Linked DNA regions of Mus musculus: region 1 is linked to region 2. A link is a contact called in public HiChIP or PLAC-seq data. All regions are on one chromosome and are shown on one strand. The core of a region is the stretch at or near the end of the contact, and the rest is flanking DNA. Distances in the headings are between cores, read along the strand shown. Region 1 holds the start of 5033406O09Rik (RIKEN cDNA 5033406O09 gene). Region 2 overlaps Ppp1r13b (protein phosphatase 1, regulatory subunit 13B).

Region 1 (5,500 bases), core at 2,263-4,762, 100 kb after region 2:
CCTGCCTACACCCTTGCTTCCTGCGCTCCTGTTCCTATCCACCACTAACTGCTCGTCTTTGACAGTACAGAGAGGGCTTGGTGTGGAGATGAGAAACCCTCATGTAACTAAGGGCTTCTGTTCGTGGCTCCCAGCCATCGCAGTCTTCCTACCGAGGTGGCTCCAATGTCCTGGCAGGGCAGCCCACCCCACCAATTTCAATTAATTAGGTCCTATGTGGGCCAGGAGCCCAGGGACCACCCTGGTGGTAGGGCCACCTGCATTGCTGTTGTCAAAATCCAAAGTTATAGCAAGTTTTATATTTTTAAAGATTTATTTGTTTATGTATGTGAGTACACCGTAGCTGTACAGATGGTTGTGAGCCTTCATGCGGTTGTTGGGAATTGAATTTTAGGACCTCTGCTCACTCTGGTCAACTCTACTCGTTCAGTCCCTGCTCACTCTGGCCCAAAGATTTATTTATTATTATAAATAAGTACACTGTAGCTGTCTTCTGTTGCCAGAAGAGTGGCATCAGATCTCATTGCCGGTGGTTTCGAGCCACCATGTGGTTGCTGGGATTTGAACTCAGGACCTTTGGAAGAGCAATCAGTGCTCTTACCCACTGAGCCATCTTGCCAGCCCAAGTTACAGCAAATTTAAGTGTCAAGATCTTAATTGGATTTACTTTCCATTTACAGAATGGAGCAGAACCTCATTTCATAAAAATAAAACCTACTCGTGTGCCAGTGTCCTGCGGTTTTGGATTTAAGTTTGGAGAAAGGTCAACAGAACAGGCACATCCCCCAAATCAGAATGGTTTATCTCAAAGTTATTTTTCCTGTAGAGGAGACAGGGATAGGGAGCGGTGGAGACATACTGATTGGTTAGCTTCCAGTCACTTAGGTTAGATAACAGCTGGTTTGGGGTTGGCAAAGTCTGTCAGTGAGTGACACGTGTGAGCGCCTCCATTGTGATTCCCAGTCTGCTATGTAACACTAGAAAGACAAATATGTCAACATCACACATTTATAAACATTTTCCTCAGAAAATGAGTTTATTTTCCCCGATTTCAGGAGAAATACACATATATCTACAGACCCTGCGACGGTCCTGATGGTCCTGTGTGATCTCAGGCGAGTCGTCCTGCCTTCCTAAGGCAGCCCCTGGAGCTGGATCCCTCCCTTCCCCGGGTAGGTGTTTCCAGAGCTGGCTTCCGTGCTGCTGCATGAAGGAGGTCTGTCTTCTACCATGGCCGTGGCCCATTTGAGGAGAAGCTGGAAGAGCTGGATAGCTTCCCCAGCCTGGAAGTGAGGGCCAGCCCCGCTGCAGTGCAAACCTGGCTCCCCAACCCAAAGTCCAGGCCCTAAGAATTAGTGCTCGGGATGGTTTTTTCTTGTTAAGATTTTTATTGGTGTGTGTGAGTGTGTATGTGCAAGAGCACATGTGTTCTCGTGTGTGCACACATATGACTTAAAGTATTCATGGAGGCCAAAAGACATTGTCGAAGCTGGGCAGTGCTGGCGCATGCCTTTAATCCCAGCACTCAGGAGGCTGGCAAATCTGAGTTCTAGACCAGCTTGGTCTACAGAGTGAATTCCAGTACAGGTGGGCTACAAGGAGACCCTGTCTCAAACAAGCAAACAAACAAAACCACACACGAAAAAGAAGTTTTTGTGTTCTCCAGAGATGCAGGTGGTTGTGAACCACCCGGTGTAGATGCTGGGCACTAAACTTGGGTCCTCTCCAAGAGCAGGACTTGCCCTTAACTGCCAAGCCAGTTTTCCAGCCTTGGTGGTTGGTTGGTTGGTTGGTTATTCTATGCAGAGTTACACCCATGTAGCCCATGCTGGCCAAGAACTCACTACCTACAGTAATTTCCTTGCTTCAGCCTGTTGGGTGCTTTATTTTTTTTTTTCTAGGTATTCTAGAACATTCTACAGAACCGCCTGAGCAGCCTCCCTCCAGTTTCTCAGGCCTTCTTCCTCCTCTGGTTCCTTCTGGTCGGGTGGAATGTCAGTCAACCAGCTGGAAGTGGGAGGGGGACTCAGAGGATTCTGGTCTGCCTTTCTGCTCAACCCTGACAAGCAGTGGTGCCCCAAGGCTACCCTGCAAGCAAGATGACCCGCTCTGGGACCACGAAGGAATCACACACGCGGGCTCTGTTCTGAGAAAGGGACAGGTTTAGATGAGAAACAAGAGCACTGCGCTGCTGCCTCTGGCATCTCGGAAAAACTCCAGGCTTCATGACAACAGCTTGTACCTAGAACCGAAAAAGAAGCCAGAAGCGTGCATGAGCAACAGGAATTCCAGTCAGTCTGAGCAGCTCTGGACTCCCCACCACAGGAGGCTGGGCCTGCACATTCCTGTAGCCATCTTCATCACTGCTGAGCCCCCTTCCCTCTGCTCTGGGCCGCATGGACCGTCCAGACTGGGCACCATGGCGATTCATGAGGATGGCCAGCCGTCTGTCCATCCCAGACTAAAGGCCCAAAACTGGCCCTGCAAGGCAGACCTGGGTTTTGAGAGCCTGAGCCCTCTGGCTGTGCCTCCTAAGCCCCTCTGTCCCTGTAGGGCCTGCCTTGTGGAAGCACAAAGAATTAGCTTTCGAAGCAGCAGGTCAGGAAAAGCAGGGTCTAACTGATATTCTAATTAGGGCGGCTTGAGCCTCCTCCACCCCATGACAGTGCGAGCTCGGCCTGCTGGGGACAGAGAGCGCAATGACAGCTCTGGTCTCCTCCTGCCTGATTTTGCTGGAGGCATCTTTCCTCCCTTCTGTTCATCAATTGTTTCTTTTTGGCCAGCATGGTGGGGGATGGGGCTCATGGACACTGTGGCTACGGTGGCACCTGTGTTCTCTCCCCAAGCCTAAGCCATATTGCCCTCCTGCTCCAACAGAGACCCAGCTTTCCTTCCTCTGGCCTTGGCCTGCCTACCTGGAAAGGCACTGGGTTGGCTTCCATTCAGGCTGATTCCTCATTAAACAGACACGCCCCTTGAAAGTTCCGTTTTCCTGGTCACTCATTAGGAAACCCAGTTCCTGGCCTACCTTCACGAGAGAATGGGGAGCCGAGCTGTGCAGACTGTGGAGGCCCCACTCTGCAGAAAGAAGGTCTCCCTAGGAGACAGCAACAGATGCCACAGACTGGCCCTGGCCATGCTCATCCCGCTTTCAGGGACCCACGAGTCCCTCCTCCCCCAGCCCTACCTAGATGAGGATACAGGAGAGCCAGGCTCAGTGATGACTCCGGGAGCAGAAGGAAGTCCTGAGTCACCCTGGCCGGGAGCAGGAAGTGGTTATCACCAGAACCAGCACTCCCAAAGCCCAGGAAGCCAGAGTGTGACGTCACAGCGGTGATGTCACCAGCCAGCAGGGATAGGAAGCATCTGCCAGGTCCCCAGCAGCCAGCCCTGTGCTTCTCCGTTCATCCTCTGTCCCTCTGTCCACCATGCGTGCTGCGGTCTACCCTGAGCACCGTGGCTGGCTGGGAATAGCTGAGTGAGGGCCTTGTCTAGTCTAGTAGGACACAGTGTGTGGTTCAGAGCTGGCAGGCGGGGCCTGGGCGGCTAGGGGGCGGGGCCGTGCCTGGGACCGCCCTCAGGAAAGGCCTCACTGAGCAGTTGGTGGTGTCTGCTTTGGGGCTTTGTGGGGTTCTGGGCCAGTTAAAACTTCCCTTCCTGGTGGAGGCAGTTTCACACAGCCTCCGTGTGGATGGACTCTGGCTATTTACAGGGCTGTAGGAAGAGGCTGAGTCACCAGGTAGCCTCCCTGGAGGCCCATGAGACTGGTCACCAAGGTCACAACCCTTGTGAGGCTGGTAGCCTGGAGCCTCTGGACCCTGACCCGAATGGGAGTTCAACTCTGCCCTGATAAGATATCATCTGCAGCCCGCTGGGCTTGGGGACTGTCACTTTATTGGTTTTGAAGTGCCTTGTTATTTTTTTGGTTATAGAGGTGATGTGGCCGAGTGATAAAGTCCTTTAGGCACCAGTGTGTGTGGGCGATGTTGTTGTTGGTGCCACCTCATGATGGGATGACTTGCCCAATCATAATTTACTAAAATCACAGCTCAACTAAGACCCTGGTAGAGAGAAATGCCATGAACCCCAGTCCTTCCCCACCTGAAGACCATCCACGACACACTTCTGGGGAGCCTCGCTCGGTGTGAACTGTAGGGTAGGTCTGGGTAAGAGCTGGACAAGAGAGCTGCTGACCCAGCCGGCCTGCCCTCCCCCCACCCCACCCCCAGCTGCTGTGACCACCCGGCATGCTGCTTATCTTGTTTCCCCAGATGCTTCCTGTGTGGGATGTAGGGGTGGGAGTGAGGGCCAGGCACTCTTCCAGGTCGCTCTGGAGACCTGATGTATCCCAAAGCTGAATGAACCCTGGGGGGAAGACTCCTGATGGCTTGCACGTGGGCCTTGAGGGAGAGACTGAGGGGGCACTCAGTCCCTGCATACCGTCCTTGGATGGGGTCCTCACCCACTGCGAGGCTGTAGGAGGCTGCCCCTGCCAGAAGTAAAGGCTAAGCCCGCTTCCCGTGCTGTCCTTGATATGCCCCAGCCATGGAAGCAGGTCAGGCCTCGGGGCAGCCCTCATACCAAGCTCCACTAAGTGGCACCCCTAGCTACTCCTCTTCAGCCCAGAGGGCATCCTCCTCTTCCTCCTCACTTCTCTGAACACAGAGGAGCATGCAGGCACAGAGCAGGGTGCAATAGCGACATGTCTGAGAACTCCACGGAAAGGTGCCCGCGGACACTGCCAGGCTTTCACCAGGTCCCCCTCCCTCATATCCCCTGGAACTTGTTTGCTCAACTCTGGTTCTCATCTGGGAACCTGGCTTCCCAAGGAACTTTGAGACCAGAGCCACCTCCATTGTATGTGTGATGGGGTTGGGCGGGAAGGGGGGGTGGGAAAGAATGCCTAACTAGTTACAAACCTTCCACATTCACAAAAGCTTACAGTTCATAATGGAATCTTTTCTGGCCCACAGCCCTGCAAAGCCCCAAAGCAGACACCACCAACTGCTCAGTGAGGCCTTTCCTGAGGGCGGTCCCAGGCACGGCCCCGCCCCCTAGCCGCCCAGGCCCCGCCTGCCAGCTCTGAACCACACACTGTGTCCTACTAGACTAGACAAGGCCCTCACTCAGCTATTCCCAGCCAGCCACGGTGCCCAGGGTAAACTACAGCACGCATGGTGGACAGAGGGACAGAGGATGAACGGAGAAGCACAGGGCTGGCTGCTGGGGACCTGGCAGATGCTTCCTATCCCTGCTGGCTGGTGACATCACCGCTGTGACGTCACACTCTGGCTTCCTGGGCTTTGGGAGTGCTGGTTCTGGTGATAACCACTTCCTGCTCCCGGCCAGGGTGACTCAGGACTTCCTTCTGCTCCCGGAGTCATCACTGAGCCTGGCTCTCCTGTATCCTCATCTAGGTGGGGCTGGGGGAGGAGGGACTCATGGGTCCCTGAAAGCGGGATGAGCATGGCCAGGGCCAGTCTGTGGCATCTGTTGCTGT
Region 2 (4,812 bases), core at 850-3,349:
TGCGTTAACTACAACTGTTAGGTGTCCAGTAGGTGAATCAATAAGTGTTGTGTCTCTTTAGGGCCAGTCTGCCCTGGCCACAGCGTGGTGGCCACTCATACAGCTGCAAGGAATTCACACTACATAAATCCAAACAACAAAGACATTTTAAAAAGTGTAATCTCCACAAAATAGACCGGGACATTCCAGAAAGCCCCTGGTCAGGAGCTTTCAGGAACTTCATGTGGAGATGCACACCTTTAATCCCAGCAGTCTGGAAGCAGAGGCAAGTGGCTATCTGTGAGTTCCAAGCTACCCAAGCTACACAGTGAGATACTGTCTCCCAATTAAAAAAAATTAATAAAATAAAAAGAGTTCCTGGTAGATAATTTGTTTGTTTTTCAAAACTTAGCAGCAGACTTGAGAACTACCAGCAAGAGGCACGTGATAAAATGGCTGATGCTGAAGAGTCTCTGAGATCAATGGAAACACCAAGCTACACTGATAATGAACAAGCGGGGGAAGGTAGCTCATGCCTGCAATCCTAACACTAGGGAGATGGAAGCAAGAGGATGTGGAATTTCAGGCTAGCCTTGGCTACATGCACACTAAGTTCAGGGCCTACACGGAACATATGAAATCCACTCGCAATAAACAAACCAATCCACCTTTACAGTCTGTAACCATTTCTGAATGTATTTGATTGATTTTGTTATATAAGGAACAGGCCAGTGGTGGAACACACCTTTAATTCTAGCACTCGGGAGGAAGAGGCAGGTGGATCTCTATGAGTTAAAGTCCAGCCTGGTCTACAGAGAGAGTTCCAGGACAGCCAGGGAACACATAGAAACCCCATCTCAAAAAACAAACAACCCACCCCACCTTTATTAGGGTTATAGAATAATAGGGTCAGCAAGGAACAGCTTACATGACAACCTCAGATCTCCTAACAGTATTTTCTGTTTCTTGTTGGGCTGTTCTGACTTAGTCTAGCTTATCTGATAGGCAGTTGTGGATGTAAGAGAAGAGAAAATGACACTTTTTTTAATGTCTACTTTGGTGAATACTTAATTCTAAGTTTTGATTCCTGGCAAAGTAATCTAGAAGCACAAAACTCTGCACCTTTTAATATTTATTGTGTTTTTCAAGAACAAGACCCCCCCCCTTACCCTCCAGTTGTTACAGAAAACATAATTTATGGATAGAATGTTTCCCATGATTTTAATAAGTGGAGCACTTTCTAATGGAAAAACTATATTTATATTAGTTAAAAGGTCAAATTCTTAGCAGGGCATGGTATCACAGGCCTTTAGTCCCAGCAGAGGCAGAAGGCAGAGGCAGGCACATCTCTGAGTTCGATGCCAGCCTGGTCTACAGGTTGAGTTCCACGACAGCCAGGCATACACAGAGAGACTCCGTGTTAAAAACAAACAAAAAGAAGGAAAGAAGGGAGGGAGGGAGGGAGAGAAGAAGGGAGGGGGAAGGGCAAAAGGGAGGAGGGAGGAAGAAAGTGACAAAAAGGGTCAAATTCTCACTTCCAGGGAGAGAAGGAAAGAGAAGGGAGTAGAGGGAAGACAGAAGTGTGGCTTTGTGTTTGAATGTCTGCAGGGCTGCCCACGTGAGCAGGCACAGCACAGGCAGCCAGGACAGAGGCAGCTTGTTTGCCTAAGGTCATGCTCTTCCAGCCCAGCTGAGTTTTTATGGGACATCACCAGGACAAACATCTTTAACCACTCATCCTCTTCAAAGCACAAGCAAGCCAAGGGCCAACAGCACTCTGAGTCCTGGGAGCCCCCGCAGCAGCTCAATCAGAACCCAGGAGGCAAACCCCAGCCCCTGAATGAGGAACTTCAACCACGGAGGTAACTGGAGGGTCACAGAGACAACCCTAAATTCCAAATATAGTATTTAAATTGCCGAGCTGTAACTGACATTTTATTATTGTTTTATTTATGTGTAAGTGTGTGTTTATGTAAGTTCATGCCATGTGTATACATGTGTGTGTGCGCGCGCTCGCGTGCTGGGTGAACGGCATGTGCATTATGTACGCATAGTGCCTGCAGAGCAGAAGAGGGCAGCAGTTCCCATGGTGGAGTTACACATGTTTGTGAACCACCATGTAGTGGTAGAAAGTGAACTTGGGTGTTCTGCAAAACCAGGAAGTGCTTAAGAGCTCTGAACATTTCTCCAAGCCTGAGGGATGGAAACGTTGAAGGCTGAAATATGACTGGTTTGTCTCCCTAAGTCAGTCCAAAGCCCTCGCTTGCGCTGAGCAGATAGGAGTGCAACCCTTGGAGGCATTTACATGCACACGAGGTCAGAACTACTATGAAGTTAGGGTCAGCGAGTCTGTTTCCAGGCTCTGAATACCCCTGACATTTTACACAGAAAGTCAGAAGGAGGATATGTGCAGTTAACCACCCCAGACCAGGCTCTTACCTGCAGCTCTTGGTAGAGTCGTTTCAACTCCACTGCTGCTGGCCCTGTCAACCTGCCATTGTATGACTGGAACCCATTCAGTTTTCCTTTCTTTAAATCTTCTAGTTGCTGACTAAGCTGATCAACTCGTAAGATTGCAGTCTGAACTTCCTGTTTCTTCTCCTGGAACATGGCACTGAACCTTTCTATCTCAGCAGCTGTAATGACCAAAACAGAAAACAGGTTATTTAAAGAACATACTCTGCCTTCATTTCTATTCTTACACTCAATTCTGGTACTATTTATGCTAGCCTTGGATTAAAGAGTATGCATAAAATAAAATAATAAAGATACAGTATATGTATAACCCAAAACAGAGTTTTTTCCTCCCAAGAGCTAGGGATGAAGAAACTCTGTTAGGTTTGCTGTGCGGGTGTTCTAGCCTACCTGGCTGCAAAACACCAGCAGGCTTTGACAGCCGTGATGTGACTCCTCACAAGTCAGTGACTATGCTTCCATTAGCTACTGAATAGTCCTTAGGGGCATCCATTTAAAAGCTAGTTTGGTCAAAGCACTTCAGATCCCAGAGAGCAAGATAAAAGCTTTGTTGTGAAGGTCTTACCCATTGCTGTAACATCAAACAGACAAACACAAACAGCCCAGAGTTCACAGACAAGCAAGAGAAGCACCTGTGTGACCTAAGTGACTGGCTGCTGAGATGAGGCTACTGCATAGTCTCTCAAGGGCTGGGATTACAGGCATGTGCCTCCATACCTGGCAGTATGGTCATCTTAATGCATGGATGAAATTTACGTAGTTTAACAAAACCAGACTACTCATTATAGCCCCTGGAGCAACCTCACAAAATCCATCACCCATAACAGAAAGGTCCAGAGCTATTCACAGACAAACCAAATGCCATACATATGCAAAAATCACCATAATTTATCAAAATTTTAAGTTTAAGGAGAAAGAATTATGAACTTCCTGATTAAGCAATACACGTAATATACATTCATCAAATTATTACTGTGCCCTATAAAAAACCATAATTAAGTTTATATTTTAAAAAATCCAGGAAATTGAATTCAAATAATACCATCCTAGAACACACCCTCACTCAGACTTGACTAGCTTTTCCAGAGAAGAATATATAATTAAAAACCCCAGTTAACCCAGCGAGCTCTTTGCTGCAGGTGAGAGTTAAGGGTTAGAAACGTGCAGTGCCATTTGGGATTGTGACCGGGACTGCCCTGACTTGGCCCGGGTGTGGGCCCAGGCCCGCATGCAGCACATACACAGATTGCCATTCATGATCTTGCTGTAGTCAACTTGTCCTCTCATGGCCCGGATCTTCTTCAGCTTGTTTTCCTGGGCTTCAACTCGCTCTTTCAGTTTCTGAAGCTTTTCATTTTCAGAAACGGACTGCTGCTGGCGGCGCTCCTGTTGCTTTAGAAAATGTAAACGCTGTTCCTATAAAGAATGAAAACCATAAGCTTTGCAGGTAGAAACTTAAGGTTACTTTTATACATGAAACAAACAGACAAACTGAGTGCACCCTATAGCATCACCTACTAAAGAACACTGAAGGAATTCTGCACACGTCAGACCACACAAAACTGACAATACTGGTGTCCATATGTGTGAGACGATGTGAGTTTGGGGATTCTTAAGGCAGATCTGATTACATGCACTCATCTGCACATTCGGCTCATGCCGGGGCCTCTGCTGAAAGGTCACAGCAAGGAACTTCGGTCTGTTCCCGCACTTTCCTCTGCATGCCACAGTATCTGTCAAGTCCCACCAGCCTTGCTCCTGCTGTCTGCCCAGGGCTCCTGATGTTATGAAGTACTTCCAAGGATCCCACACTCAATTTCCTAAATATCAGAGTGTTCCACATGGAAAGAAGATCACTAGATAAACCTCCAATCTCTACCTCAAACTACTAGGCAATCAAGGGACTGTTTGATTTCTTCATAGTTAGTGCCTTTAAATTGTGAAACGTTTTGTAAAGAACAAAACAATCCTACAGGAAAATGCACATAGCGCTCCTCACCAGTTTTTCTCCTGTGTGTAGCCCTGACCATCCTGAAATTCGATCTGTAGATCAAGCTAGCCTTGAACTCACAGAGATCCCTCTGCCTCTGCCTCTCTGCCTCTCTCTCTGCCTCTCTGCCTCTGCCTCTGCTTCTGCCTCTAGAATGCTGGGATTAAAGGCTGGCTGTTCAGGGGCTTTCTTTGAAGTGGATTCATACTGTTTTAAGACAGTATGAATAACCCTTAGGAGGGATGGGTTGTAGCTCTGATTTTTTTCTAGTTGATTATCAAGTATAACTAAACCATGACTTAGAAAAATCCCCAAACTCACTTTCAGGGTTTACCACAAAAGCAGGCTATGGGGTATATAATGGGCCC

What was found. HiChIP or PLAC-seq counts read pairs in DNA pulled down with a chosen protein or histone mark.
Region 1: a contact with region 2 is called in an H3K27ac HiChIP or PLAC-seq map of the HPC-7 cell line, with 6 times the contacts expected there. The contact joins the promoter of 5033406O09Rik here to the enhancer-like site in region 2. A contact is called at or near these places in 10 of 39 promoter capture datasets (the 3T3-L1 cell line, the HPC-7 cell line, cranial neural crest and 7 more), 1 of 15 datasets of contacts at CTCF or cohesin (large pre-B cells), 4 of 484 Hi-C or Micro-C datasets (the HPC-7 cell line, bone marrow-derived macrophages, embryonic fibroblasts and 1 more), 7 of 115 datasets of contacts at active chromatin or transcription factors (the HPC-7 cell line, bone marrow-derived dendritic cells, embryonic stem cells and 4 more) and 4 of 9 other capture datasets (adipose tissue, embryonic stem cells, liver and 1 more).

The regions. Positions count from the first base shown.
Region 1 is chr12:111,940,970-111,946,469 of GRCm38.p6, forward strand. It overlaps 5033406O09Rik (RIKEN cDNA 5033406O09 gene), which reads right to left and starts at 3,513. Exons shown (of 3, transcript NR_029464.2): 1 at 3,188-3,513; 2 at 2,916-3,097; 3 at 1,022-2,242. It overlaps Gm36757 (a long non-coding RNA gene), which reads left to right and starts at 4,989. Exons shown (of 3, transcript XR_003950158.1): 1 at 4,989-5,403.
Region 2 is chr12:111,841,127-111,845,938 of GRCm38.p6, forward strand. Ppp1r13b (protein phosphatase 1, regulatory subunit 13B) reads right to left here. Exons shown (of 17, transcript NM_011625.1): 6 at 3,696-3,870; 7 at 2,419-2,615. Among named protein-coding and RNA genes, the nearest start is that of Zfyve21, 29 kb to the left of the region's middle. Within about 2 kb of position 2,100, at least 29 of the 459 cell types and tissues checked have an H3K27ac peak or open chromatin away from gene starts, as enhancers often do. A contact at or near this core is called in the HPC-7 cell line, bone marrow-derived macrophages, liver and 1 more, where this site is marked.